2 separate regions of the Mus musculus genome follow, and region 1 is linked to region 2. The links are chromatin contacts, called in public Hi-C maps. All regions are on one chromosome and are shown on one strand. The core of a region is the stretch at or near the end of the contact, and the rest is flanking DNA. Distances in the headings are between cores, read along the strand shown. Region 1 overlaps Cntn5 (contactin 5). Region 2 overlaps Gm46102 (a long non-coding RNA gene).

Region 1 (6,223 bases), core at 2,998-5,497, 640 kb after region 2:
ACACAAAGCATACATTCCAACCCCACTTTCAGCAATGGACAGAGCATGGAAACAGAAACTAAACAGAGACACAGTGAAACTAATGAAAGTTATGAACCGATATTAAAATGGCTACTCCAGCTTGTTTCTTCAGTCCATTTGCTTGGAAAATTGTTTTCCAGCCTTTCACTCTGAGGTAGTGTCTGTCTTTTTCCCTGAGATGGGTTTCCTGTAAGCAGCAGAATGTTGGGTCCTGTTTGTGTAGCCAGTCTCTTAGTCTATGTCTTTTTATTGGGGAATTGAGTCCATTGATATTAAGAGATATTAAGGAAAAGTAATTGTTGCTTCCTTTTATTTTTGTTGTTAGAGTTGGCATTCTGTTCTTGTGGCTGTCTTCTTTTTGGTTTGTTGAGGGATTACTTTCTTGGTTGTTCTAGGGCGTGATTTCCGTCCTTGTATTGCTTCTTTTCTGTTATTATCCTTTGAAGGGCTGGATTCGTGGAAAGATATTGTGTGAATTTGGTTTTGTCGTGGAATACTTTGGTTTCTCCATCTATGGTAATTGAGAGTTTGGCGGGGTATAGTAGCCTGGGCTGGCATTTGTGTTCTCTTAGTGTCTGTATAACATCTGTCCAGGCTCTTCTGGCTTTCATAGTCTCTGGTGAAAAGTCTGGTGTAATTCTGATAGGCCTTCCTTTATATGTTACTTGACCTTTCTCCCTTACTGCTTTTAATATTCTATCTTTATTTAGTGCATTTGTTGTTCTGATTATTATGTGTCGGGAGGAATTTCTTTTCTGGTCCAGTCTATTTGGAGTTCTGTAGGCTTCTTGTATGATCATGGGCATCTCTTTTTTTATGTTTGGGAAGTTTTCTTCTATTATTTTGTTGAAGATATTAGCTGGCCCTTTAAGTTGAAAATCTTCATTCTCATCAATTCCTATTATCCATAGGTTTGGTCTTCTCATTGTGTCCTGGATTACCTGGATGTTTTGAGTTAGGATCCTTTTGCATTTTGTATTTTCTTTGACTGTTGTGTCGATGTTCTCTATGGAATCTTCTGCACCTGAGATTCTCTCTTCCATTTCTTGTATTCTGTTGCTGATGCTCGCATCTATGGTTCCAGATCTCTTTCCTAGGGTTTCTATCTCCAGCGTTGCCTCGCTTTGGGTTTTCTTTATTGTGTCTACTTCCCCTTTTAGTTCTAGTATGGTTTTGTTCATTTCCATCACCTGTTTGGATGTGTTTTCCTGTTTTTCTTTAATGATTTCTACCTGTTTGGCTGTGTTTTCCTGCTTTTCTTTAAGGGCCTGTAACTCTTTAGCAGTGCTCTCCTGTAATTCTTTAAGTGACTTATGAAAGTCCTTCTTGATGTCCTCTATCATCATCATGAGAAATGTTTTTAAATCTGTGTCTAGATTTTCGGTTGTGTTGGGGTGCCCAGGACTAGGTGGGGTGGGAGTGCTGCGTTCTGATGATGGTGAGTGGTCTTGATTTCTGTTAGTAGGATTCTTACGTTTGCCTTTCGCCATCTGGTAATCTCTGAAGCTAGCTGTTTTAGTTGTCACTGTTAAGATCTTGTTCTTCAGGTGACTCTGTTAGCCTCTATAAGCAGACCTGGAGGGTAGCACTCTCCTTAGTTTCAGTGGGCAGAGTATTCTCTGTAGGCAAGCTTTCTTCTTGCAGGGCAGGTACCCAGATATCTGGTGTTCGAACCAGACTCCTGGCAGAAGTTGTGTTCCACTCACCAGAGGTCTTAGGATCTTGTGTGGAATCCTGTGTGGGCCCTTGCGGGTGTCAGGCGACTCCGCTGGCAAGGTAGCCCGGGGATCGAGTGGAGCGGAAGGGGTTTGTGCCCCAGATCAAGTCCGGGTAGCCTGCTTCCCTATGTACCGCAGTCTCAGGTTCCGCACGATTGGATTGGGGCAGGCGCTGTGCTCCACTCACCAGAGGTCTTAGGATCCCGTGGGGAGTCCCGTGTGGGCCCTTGTGGGTGTTGGGCAAGACTCTGCTGGCAAGGTAGCCTGGGGCTCGAGTCGAGCGGAAGGGGTTTGTGCCCCAGATCAGGCCCGGGTAGCCTGCTTCCCTATGTACCGCAGTCTCAGGTTGCACGCGATGAACCAAATAGACTTAACAGATATCTATAGAACATTTCATACTAAAACCAAAGAATATACCTTCTTCTCAGCACCTCATGGTACCTTCTCCAAAATTTATCAAATAATTCGTCACAAAAAAAGGCCTCCACAGATAAAAGAAGATTGAAATAATCCCATGCACCCTATCAGATTGCCACCAACTAAGACTGCTCTTCAATAACAACAAAACAACAGAAAGCCCACATACACACAGAATCTGAACAATTCTCTACTCAATCATAAGTTGGTGAAGGAAGAAATAAAGAAATTAAGTACTGTCTGGAATTCAATGAAAATGAAGGCACAACATCCCAAAACTTATGGGACAGTATGAAAGCAGTGCTAAGAGGAAAACTCATAACTCTTGAGTGCCTCGAAAAAGAAACTGGAGATACATGAGCATCTTGACAGCACACCTGAAAGCTCTAGAACAAAGAGAAGCAAATACACTCAAGAGGAGTAGACAGCAGGAAATAATCAAACTCAGGGGCGAAATGAACCAAGTAGAAACAAAAAGAACTATACAAAGAATCAACAAAATGAGGAGCTGGTGCTTTGAGAAAATCAACTAGATAGATAAACACTTAGGCAAACTAACCAGACAGCACAGAGACAGTATCCAAATTAATAAAATCAGAAGCAAAAGGGAGGAAACTGAGGAAATCCAAAAAATTATCAGATCTTACTACAAAAGTCTATACTCAACCAAGTTGGAAGATCTGGATGAAATGGACAAATTTCTAGACAGATATAAGATGCCAAAGATAATCAGGATCAGATAAACCATCTAAAGAGTAATTGTTCTATATCACTGGAAATCAAAAGTTTCAATATGGAAAGATTAAATGTGTAATGAGAGCCAAGTAGCAAGAAATAATCTCAAACTATTAGGTTTAAATTATAGGATGTTGTCATTTAAGTGAGAATGGCCCAAATAGGCTTGCATGTTCCCCCAGATCATGGAACTGTTTGGAAAGGATGAGCAAGGACTCCTGTTGGAGAAGCACTGGGGACAATATTTGAGGTTTGGAATGTTTCCTTGGTCATGATGTATTATCAATAGAATAGTAAATGAGCAGAGGAAATAAGACAGGTTCACTCTAGTATTTTTTTTTTTTTTTTTTTTTTAGTTTCAGTGCCAATGGTCATACCTAACACTTAGATCTCATGTGTTTCCTAGTCAAGATAAGGTCCTTGGAAGCATGACACACTCCAGGCTTGAAATGAGGAATCTGAAAAGAGCCTCAAACTCAGTAAGTTATAAATACAAAAATACACAGCACACAAAAATTCAGCTATGCCCAGATGAAGATGTTTCACATAATCACTTTAAACTGCAAACATGTTAAAAAGCACAGTGCCAATGATGTAAAGTTTACATTAACAGGAAGTGAAATGTTTACATTATTAAAATATGTATTTTTAAAGAAATTAGGTAGTTGAAAAGTATATATATTTGAAAAGAGGAATTCTTGCTTATAAGAATAAGAAATAATGGCTTGAAATTCTCATTTCATATCCCACAATACTACTCAAGGGAAGATTAAAAAAAATCATACATCTCACTGAGGTTCTGAATCGTCACAAAATTTCAAAGTATTACTTAGTTTACTACAATAACAACAACATATACATGTGGTTTTAAGATAGTCCAATTAATAAATACATACACATACATGTACACACACACTCAATAGAATGGATACATCTACAGACTACAAAATGATTCAAATTGTAACCAGTGACAAGGCAAATTGATGTCCTGAGCTTTTAATCTGTCAAAATGCACAGTGTGTATCATGCTGTATAAAATATTCAAGAATATTTTATATATCTAAATGTGAACCATCAAACTGTGAAAGATTAACCTTGGATATTGTGGAAAATGAAGGATTTCTTAGATTAAATAAGTCTCAAGAGGTCTGACATCACATATTTGGACTTCTCCTTGATAAGAGGCCATACAGGGTGACTGAAGACAGTTGAGTATAGATTATATATTAAATGACATTATTGTATGCAAAAGATCTTAGGCATTGTGATGCAGTTTTGAATCTGTAGGAGATAGGCTCATGCTGGTGGTGATCTTAGGAATTAGCAGCCACTTGCTTTCACATAGCTCAGAATATAAAGCTGTGTGTGGGTGTGTGTTTATGTGCCATGTGGCTTTGACCCGCCTATCTATAATTAACTGCATAGAAGTAGAGACAAAACAAATGTACTAGAATAACAACCAGGGAGACTGAATCCAAGCGTTGACACACTTGTTCTCAGTGGGGACAGATGGCAAGTATTTTAGGCTTGATGGCCCATATGTTCTTTGCCACAGTTATTTGACTCTGTCCTGGAGTGCAAAAGCAACCACAATCAATCCATTAATGTAAGAGATAGCTTTTCTCAAAAAAGCTATTCACAAAAGCAGGTGATGAGATCAAACGGTCCATGTAACTACAGGTTCTAATTCTGTGACCTCCATGAGCATTCACGATGCTCATTTTTCTTTATTGAATATTTGAAAATATTTCAAAATAAGAAGATAGAGGTAAAGAAGTGGTCTGATGGAATAGAATTATGAATTTGAAGTCACTTGGTACCAAAGGGAAAATGACAACATTTAATAAGTGACCTTGTGGACTTTATTTTGTGATGTCTTTGCCCTTCTCAGCAGGATAAACTGGAGGTCACAAGCTGCTTAGAGCGAGGTATTCAGAAACAAATGACAAGCATCACTAGGCAGAGAAAGAGCAGTCTTGTCTCCATCACACATCTCCTAATCTTGACATTTTTGTTTTCAAACTTAAAATTATCAGTGATGATGATTAAAAAAAAGAAAAAAAGAAAAGAATTTTCCCAAAAGAAGAGGAAAATGCAATTATGTTATCAAACATGAACTCGTACAACTCTAGCTATGAGATCTTATAAAAATACATCAAAGGAAATTAAACTTTGTTGCTTAGGTTGCCTGTGAATTCCATGACCTGAAGCATGCTGGGTAAGCACTGACTTGGACTTATTGGAAGTTACTTGTAGAGAGGTGAAGAAAATTCTTTTTACTGTCAGTTTTGTCTAACCAATTCTCTCTCTTCCCTGCTCTTCCCTCTCTCCTCTTCCCCCTCTTCTTATTAAATACTGAATGATAATTTCTCAGCTCATGTTTTATAGGTGACTTTTCTCTCTTTGTGTTTTGTAGTTTTTTGTTTTTCAAGATAGAGATTCTTTTGGTAGCTTTGTCTGTCCTGGAACTGCTCTGTGGACTTATCTGTCCTCATAATCAATGATCCACCTGCCTCTGCGTGCTGCACACTCTGTCTTTTATTAGTAGTTTTGAAAACATGTTATTCAACATGATTTCATAAGTGTATAGCTACATGATGGATGCATGATCAGATGAGTGCATAAATCATGCTTCAATAGAGATATAGATCCATCCATATAGAGAGGCCAAAATAGGAAAAGAATACTAGGGAGAGATTCACTTATCTAATCAAATTATAGATTTTGACGATATAGGAGGAGATGAGGAATAACTCAGAAAGGAGCATATCATGGAAAATATGGACACAATGCCATTTGAGGGGCAGAGTCACTTTCAATTAGCAAAGGAACAAAGGGATGCTAGAAGTGGTTTCTCTGTTTAAAAAGAAATGGCTGGGATCTGCAGCAGACCACAAGAGCTCTTGGAATCTACAGAAGACCACAGATTTCATTGTGGCTTTTTTGTTTGTTGCTGTCAAATGAAATGCTTCAATTGTACCATTTTTATATGAAACAGAGTTAAGTGAAAAATCCTGTTGCAATGTGAAATGGAAAAAGTTCTATTTTAAAGCATGTTCAACCCAATTGAATGCCAAGTTTGACAAGAAAACAATGAAGAAATAGGTTAAATAAGAGCAATGTTTTTTTTTTTTTTTAATGACAAAGGAATATGAGTTCTTAAGAAACTCTAATTGGCAAAGTGTGGTAACTTGTAGGAATCTACACTGAAGAAGTTGGAGTGGAGCTAACTATGTCTTCTATAGTCAAAAAGATAGAAATCAGAGAAAGAAAAATAGCATCTTATTCACTAAAAAGAAGTCTTTTAAAACTATACTAATCTTCCATATAAT
Region 2 (6,587 bases), core at 1,103-3,602:
CATGTGGATATAATGTAGAGAATATATGTCTATGTATATATATGTATATATACACATATAATATACAGATGTAATGCAAATCTATATACCATATATATATATGTATATATATAATATGTATGTATTTGTTATTTATTATCTATCCATCAATCACTAGACATCTTTTCCTCTTCTCTAATCTCATCCTGAGACTTCTATTTTCATGATCACATTCTAACCTAATCACTCTCTTACAGAGACCCTTAGGCTTCTAATGCCATCACACTGGTACTTTCAGTTCAATATATGAGGTTGGGGCAGAGGGAGGCAAAATATTCAATCTGTAACAAGGACCCTGCAATTTGATTTGAGACTTAGAGCTCTGAAGTCATCCACACTGTCTTCATGGTCTAAGATTTCACAGAAAACTCAGTTAGGCTGCTCTAATTCCTTCTCTACCATACAGTAAGACAGACTTAATTCTCTGACTCAGGAAAGAGTTCATTTTGGTCAGAGGAAAAAACAGGGGGCAAGATCCTGGATCTAGACCAGGACTTGTTTCTGAAAGATGAGTTTTCTAGAAGGTAGAAGGAACTCTCCTTGGGTAGAATCAACTTGACACAATCTATAGACATTTGGGAAGAGGAATCCTTAACTAAGAAGATGCCCAAGTAGGTTGTCTTGTGGAAAAGTCTATGGGGGCATTTTTTATTAATGGCTGTTATATGAAGGCCCAGCCCACATGGACACAGTAACCCTTGCTATAAGAGCACAAGCCATAAGGATCAAGACAATAAACAATATTCCTCCATGACGTTTGCTCTAGTTCTTGTTTCCAGGTTACTGTCTTGAGCTCCTGTCCTGATTTCCCTCAGTGATTGGGCTGTAACATAAGATTGCAAGGTAAAATAAACCTCTTTCTCCCCAACTTGCCTTTTTGAACATGATGCTTTGTCACAGTAACTGAAACCCAAAACACAGATTCCAGATTGAGGGAAACATTTCAGAAGAGAAAATCTTGTGCCTCTTTTGGCTTATCTAGTAGTATTGGAGAGCATGGAAGGGCAGGTGAGGCATGCTGATTGCTATGGTTTGAATATGCTTGGCCCAGGGAGTGGCATTATTTGGAAAGGTGGCCTTGTTGGAGTAGGTGTGTCACTATGGAGGTGGGCTTTAAAACCCTCATCCAAGTTGCCTGGAAGCCAGTCTTCTCCTAGTGGTCTTCATATGAAGATGTAGAACTCTCAGCTCCTCCTGCACCATGCAGGTCTGGATGCTGCCATGTTCCTGCCTTGATGATACTGGACCAAACCTCTAAATCAGTCCCAATTAAATGTTGTCCATTATAAGAGTTGCCTTGCTCATAGTGTCTGCTCATACAGTAAAACCCTAATTAGACACTGACCTTGGCTAGCACATGAGAATGAGGGATAATTTCTCAGTGACTCAGAGGCCGTGAGTTCTAGATATAGAAAATTTTTAGATAAATGAGGATCGTGGAAGACCTGAGATAAATTGCTCCTTGGAAAAGAAAAAAGTTTCTCCCCATAGTCTTCTCTAGGGAAGAACAATCAGTTATATATCAAATGGTAAGCCCTGAAATATACACACAAGTATCATGATCCAGACTCAGCAGGTTGCCCTTATTCGTGGAGGAATAAGATCCAGGAATGGAATGGGAGGGAGTCCTGACAATCTTGGCTCATCCATGAATTCAACACTGGTACTGATGCCGGGTCCTCCTCCTCATCTCCTTTTGTGAGGGAGGGGTCTTTTCCTTTGAAATACTATGATGGGAGAAACTTTCTTTTTTTCAATTATCTATTTGTTGATATTACAGTATAATTACATCATCTCTTCTTTTTCCTTTTTCTGTCCAACAGGAAGCATGTCTGTTCATATGCCTGTGGAAGAGACCCAAGGTTGATGTCTTCCTCAATTATTTTCTACCTTGTGTATCCAGGCAGGGTCTCTCACTGTGCTAGGAGCTCTCCAGTTCCAATCATTCTAGCTAGCCAGCTTGTCCTGCTGTGCTTCCTGAGTGTTAAGCTTAGAAGCAACTGCCATACCTGCCTAGCTTTTCTGTGGATCTGTCTATCTGAACTCAAGTTCTAATGTTTACAGTTTATCTACTGAGCCATCTTTCTAAACCCCACAATATTATTCTACAAGAAAACACTTTTTGTAACATTTAAAATATAAAAACCATTTTTTTTACCTGTGGGTCACACAAATAATAGAGTAGGTGGGCTGGTCTTGACCAGCTGAGCCACAGCTTGCTGACTTCTGCAGTAGAGAGAAGCTGGCAAGGGAAGGCGACTGGCTTTCTTCCTAGCAGGATGAATGAATGCCAGTCTCATTATCACCTGGTCCTGCTCCCCCTTGAGAGCAGGTTCTTCTGATTGAATCCCTGCAAAGTACATCCCTCCTCCAAAGACAGATATTCATTTTCCTCTGAGAAAATACAGCCAGTCTGGTGATGGGGAAAGGGCAACTTTTTTGAGCTTAGATTTGTGCTTTGTCCTTTATGACAACAGATTGCCCTCTTATGATGCCAAGCAGCATTTGGCTCCTTCTCTGCAGACCTGCAACTTGGCTGAATCCCGAGAACCACCACATTGGCTGTCAATGAATGTTCTCTTCTGTGCCAAAGGGAAGGCTGCCAACTGTGATTAAATCCTGTTGATTTCTGGCCTCCTGTGGAATGGAACAATAAAGGGTTATTTTTGCCAGTTTCTTGCAAAGCATACATAAAACCATTTTTCTTTTTAAATAAAAATAGCATTAAATTTTCTGCATTTTCTTTCTTTAACCATTGGAGAAAAGAGGCCATGTGATTTAGTTCTTCATAAACTTTAAAGAAATTTGCTCTGATGCTCAACTTTTGGCTTTAAAGTAGTAACCAATTTTTTAATATTGCAAAATACACTATATAGATGATATTCTGTGCAGAGTCATAGTTCTATATTTCTTAGGATGAGTTCCAAGAAAAAGAATTGCTAGAATCAGCACATATTGAGAGATTTTTTGATAAGTATTACAAAAATACACTCTAGAGCTACCGCAGTCAATTGATATTTCCATCCTTGATACATGAGCACATCAGTTCTCTTCACTCTTCACATTAAACTTTAATTTGTTGGTAAAGCACAAAGTTTTATATAAAACTTTCTTTTTATATATACCTTTTCAAACATGGTGAATATTTAATGGGTCAGGCAACTTTTCTTCTTGGCTGTGTATTCTAAGTTCCTAGAAGAAGTCTGCAATGTAAGAAGTATTGAAAAATACAATTTTGATGATAGGATATGGAGAAATGGATAATGTTGTCAGTATCTACCCAGGCATATCTATATCTTCATAGGATATGGAGAAATAGATAATGCTGTCAGTATGTACACATGCATTTTATTTATTTAGACCCACTTTCAACACAGGCTACTTTGTGACAAAATGTGCCCTGATTGACTTCATGAGAACTGCTTTCTCAAAGTGACACTTGCTCCTGGAATTTCTCAAAATATGTCTGAAAACACAGAAGACAGGATGGACCTGCTGTGAGACTCTGCCTTAAACAACTAAACCAAACCAAACCAACCAAACCAAACCAACCAAACCAATCCAAACCAAACCAAACCTAAGAATGTAGGTAGGAAGATGAAGTGACTTTAGTAGGTGTTTATTGACATCTTCATTTTGAGTTGTCAAGGATCTTCACTGTTGTCATGACCTTTGAATTATTTTCTTTGCCTGTGTCTTCAAAAGCAACTGGGACATGGAAGTGTGATTTGGGATGTGTATATTCAAAAGCTAAGAAAAAAATTCTCTTTCTTTTCTGGATATTTATACAGATTGCATAACAACAAAAATATAAAGCCTTGGACAAGCTGTAAATGGAAAAGAAATCATGCTGTCAGTGCATAACAATTTAGATCTTGCTATGACAATGGGTGCAGCTGGGATTTTCAATGAACAGTCATTGGCAAGGGCAAAGTCCTCTCCTTAGATGGATATTCACTGCCTCTTGATTATCTCAGTTGACTTATAGACCCTGCAGTGCTGAGTGAAATGATTGTCTATTTATACAGGGAAAGTAATTTCAAATTCCAAGGTCATTTGTGGCTCATAGAGAAGAGAGGTGTTTTTCACTCAGATGAGGGCCAGGGGAGAGAGTAACAAATCCCCTGTGCTGAACATTTCTGGAGATCATTCTCCTTTATTCCCAGTTTTGTAGATTTAAAATATTAGCATGCTGTGGGGGAGTGTCTCTGTTTTGTCCATCAGTAAACTTAGACAATGCTTGGTTTAGATAAACTCAGTAACTATATGTCAAATGAGGAGGAGATCTGTATTTACATGTTTTTAACTTGCCAATTAATAAATATATTTAGGCACTTTTGACACTTCAAAAGTTTTTTTGAAAGACCATGAAGTTAACTGGGGAGAGGGAACACAACATGTATGAGAGCTTACTCTGACGGTTATCAGCCCCAAATTACTATCCTTAGAGCTAGAACAATGAAACACAGGCTCCCAACCTTCCTGGAATAAACCACTTACATAGAAGTAAAAATTCAGTGATTCTAAGTGAGCAGAATTCTCTTTTAATTTTTTTTGTCCCTTACTCCTTGTTTTAAGCTTCTTTGTTTGATATAGTGTGTTGTTCAGAATGTCTTTTAATAGATGAAACTCTTTTGCTAGCTCTACCTAACTACAGGACAAAGTCCAAGATCTGCAGATGCCAGTGATGGCCAATAAGGCTTCAAGAGGCTCTTTTTTCTTTTGTTTTTTTGTTTGCTTGTTTTGTTTTATTTCTTTTCTTTTTCTTTTCTTTCTTTTTTTTTCTTTCTTTTTTTTTTTTGGCATGCACAGAGCCTTCTTTTATGTTTTTCTTTCTTTAATTTTTAAATAGTTTTTTACTGGTTATTTCATTTATTTACATTTCAAATGTTATCTCCCTTCCCTGTTTCCCTTCTACAAACCCCATATCCCATTCCCCCTTCCCATCTGCTTCTATCAGGGTGCTCCACCAACCAACCACCCACTCCCTCCTAAGTGCCTTAGCATTCCCCTACACTGAGTCATCAAGCTTTCACAGGACCAAGGGCTTCCCCTCCCATTGATGCCAGATAAGGCAATCCTCTGCTACATATGAAGCTGGAGCCATGGTCCCTCCATGTGTATTCTTTGATCCCTGGTAGCTCTAGGCAGAGGGCAGAGGGGAATGTCTGGTTGGTTGATATTATTGTTCTTCCTGTGGGGCTGTGAACCCCTTTAGCTCCTTCAGCCTTCCCCTAACTCCTCCATTGGGATCACTGTGTTCAGTCCAATGTTTGGCTGCAAGCATCCTCATCTGTATGGGTTTTCCCCTTCTTAAATAAAGGTGGACTGTGTTGACCATGGAGTGTGTGAGATTAACTATATTTTATATACCCTGAAGAGATGGCCATCTTCAACTTTCTCTTTTTCTGAGGACCTGCTTTTGAAATCAGAGCTTTCCAAATGAAACCCTTGTTGTTCAGCAGCAGACACGGTGGGGAACAACCCAGAGGTAAAGAGTGGAAAGACCAAGGTGAGGCTAAGCCCTGTTTTGTCATCTTCCCTATGATAGAGTAGGGTAAACAGCAAAGCCCAGCCTATGCTGTAACTCAAACTCCTTAAGGGTTGCTCTTGGGCCATGACGTGTGGGTACAGCAAGAGCTGCTTGGAACAATAATTCAATAAATTTCTTATATTTTAACACTAATCTTATTCTTTTGCTCTATTTAGAAAATAATAGTACCATTATTTGTTTTTTCAACTTGTTTATGAAGGTCAGAAGATGGTTGCCAGGCATCATCTTTGTGGTGGAAATTGAATCTAGATATTCTGAAAGAGCAGCAAATGCTCATAACTTCTAAACCACCTCAATAGCTCAACATTTTATGACCTTTGACCAGTTTCTTGTTTTAATTAATTCCTTCCTTTCTTCCTTCCTTCCTCCCTCCCTCCCTCCCTCCCTCCCTTTCTCCCTTCCTATTTTCCTTCCCTCCATTCTTTTTTCAGACAGGGTCTCATACTCTGTACCCCAGGCTAGCCTGAAACTCACTGAGTAGCCTAGGCTGGGCATATGGTATTTCCCTCTGTTCAGCTTCCCGAGTGCTTAGATTTTAGATACAAGCAGTGACAAACAGATTCTTGAAGCATTTTGCCTGTTTTTCTATAGAAGTTTCTGAAGTTCAGATATTAGCCTTAAGTCATTTATCCATTTTAAACTGATTTTTATGCAGTGTGATATTGATCTGTTTTCACTCATGTGGAAATACAATTTATACAGGACATTTTGAAGAGGCCACCTGGTCTCCAGTTATATTCCTGACAGTGTCTCAAACAAGATGTCTGGGACTGCATTGTTATAAACTTCTGTCTTCTACTGCATTGGTACATGAGTAGGTTCTGTGTCAGTACTGTGCTATTATCTCTATGCCTCTGTGATCAGTATAGGGTCAGGTACCATGTTTCCAGCATTACCTTTTGCCTAGGATTATTTTGGGTACTCTGTGTCTTTCTTTTTTCTATATGAATTGTAGGAATGCCTTTTCTTGTTTTATGGAAAAAGTCATTGAAAT

Evidence for each region. A called contact is a pair of places that touch in the nucleus more often than the background predicts.
Region 1: a contact with region 2 is called in a Hi-C map of cerebellum, with 2.8 times the contacts expected there. The contact joins two enhancer-like sites.

The regions. Positions count from the first base shown.
Region 1 is chr9:10,221,869-10,228,091 of GRCm38.p6, forward strand. The region is part of intron 3 of Cntn5 (contactin 5); the gene reads right to left. Among named protein-coding and RNA genes, the nearest start is that of Gm39289, 140 kb to the left of the region's middle. Within about 2 kb of position 4,248, at least 10 of the 459 cell types and tissues checked have an H3K27ac peak or open chromatin away from gene starts, as enhancers often do. A contact at or near this core is called in cerebellum, where this site is marked.
Region 2 is chr9:9,580,854-9,587,440 of GRCm38.p6, forward strand. Gm46102 (a long non-coding RNA gene) reads right to left here. Exons shown (of 3, transcript XR_001779091.1): 3 at 1-2,676. Among named protein-coding and RNA genes, the nearest start is that of Gm46102, 36 kb to the right of the region's middle. Within about 2 kb of position 2,353, at least 21 of the 459 cell types and tissues checked have an H3K27ac peak or open chromatin away from gene starts, as enhancers often do. A contact at or near this core is called in cerebellum, where this site is marked.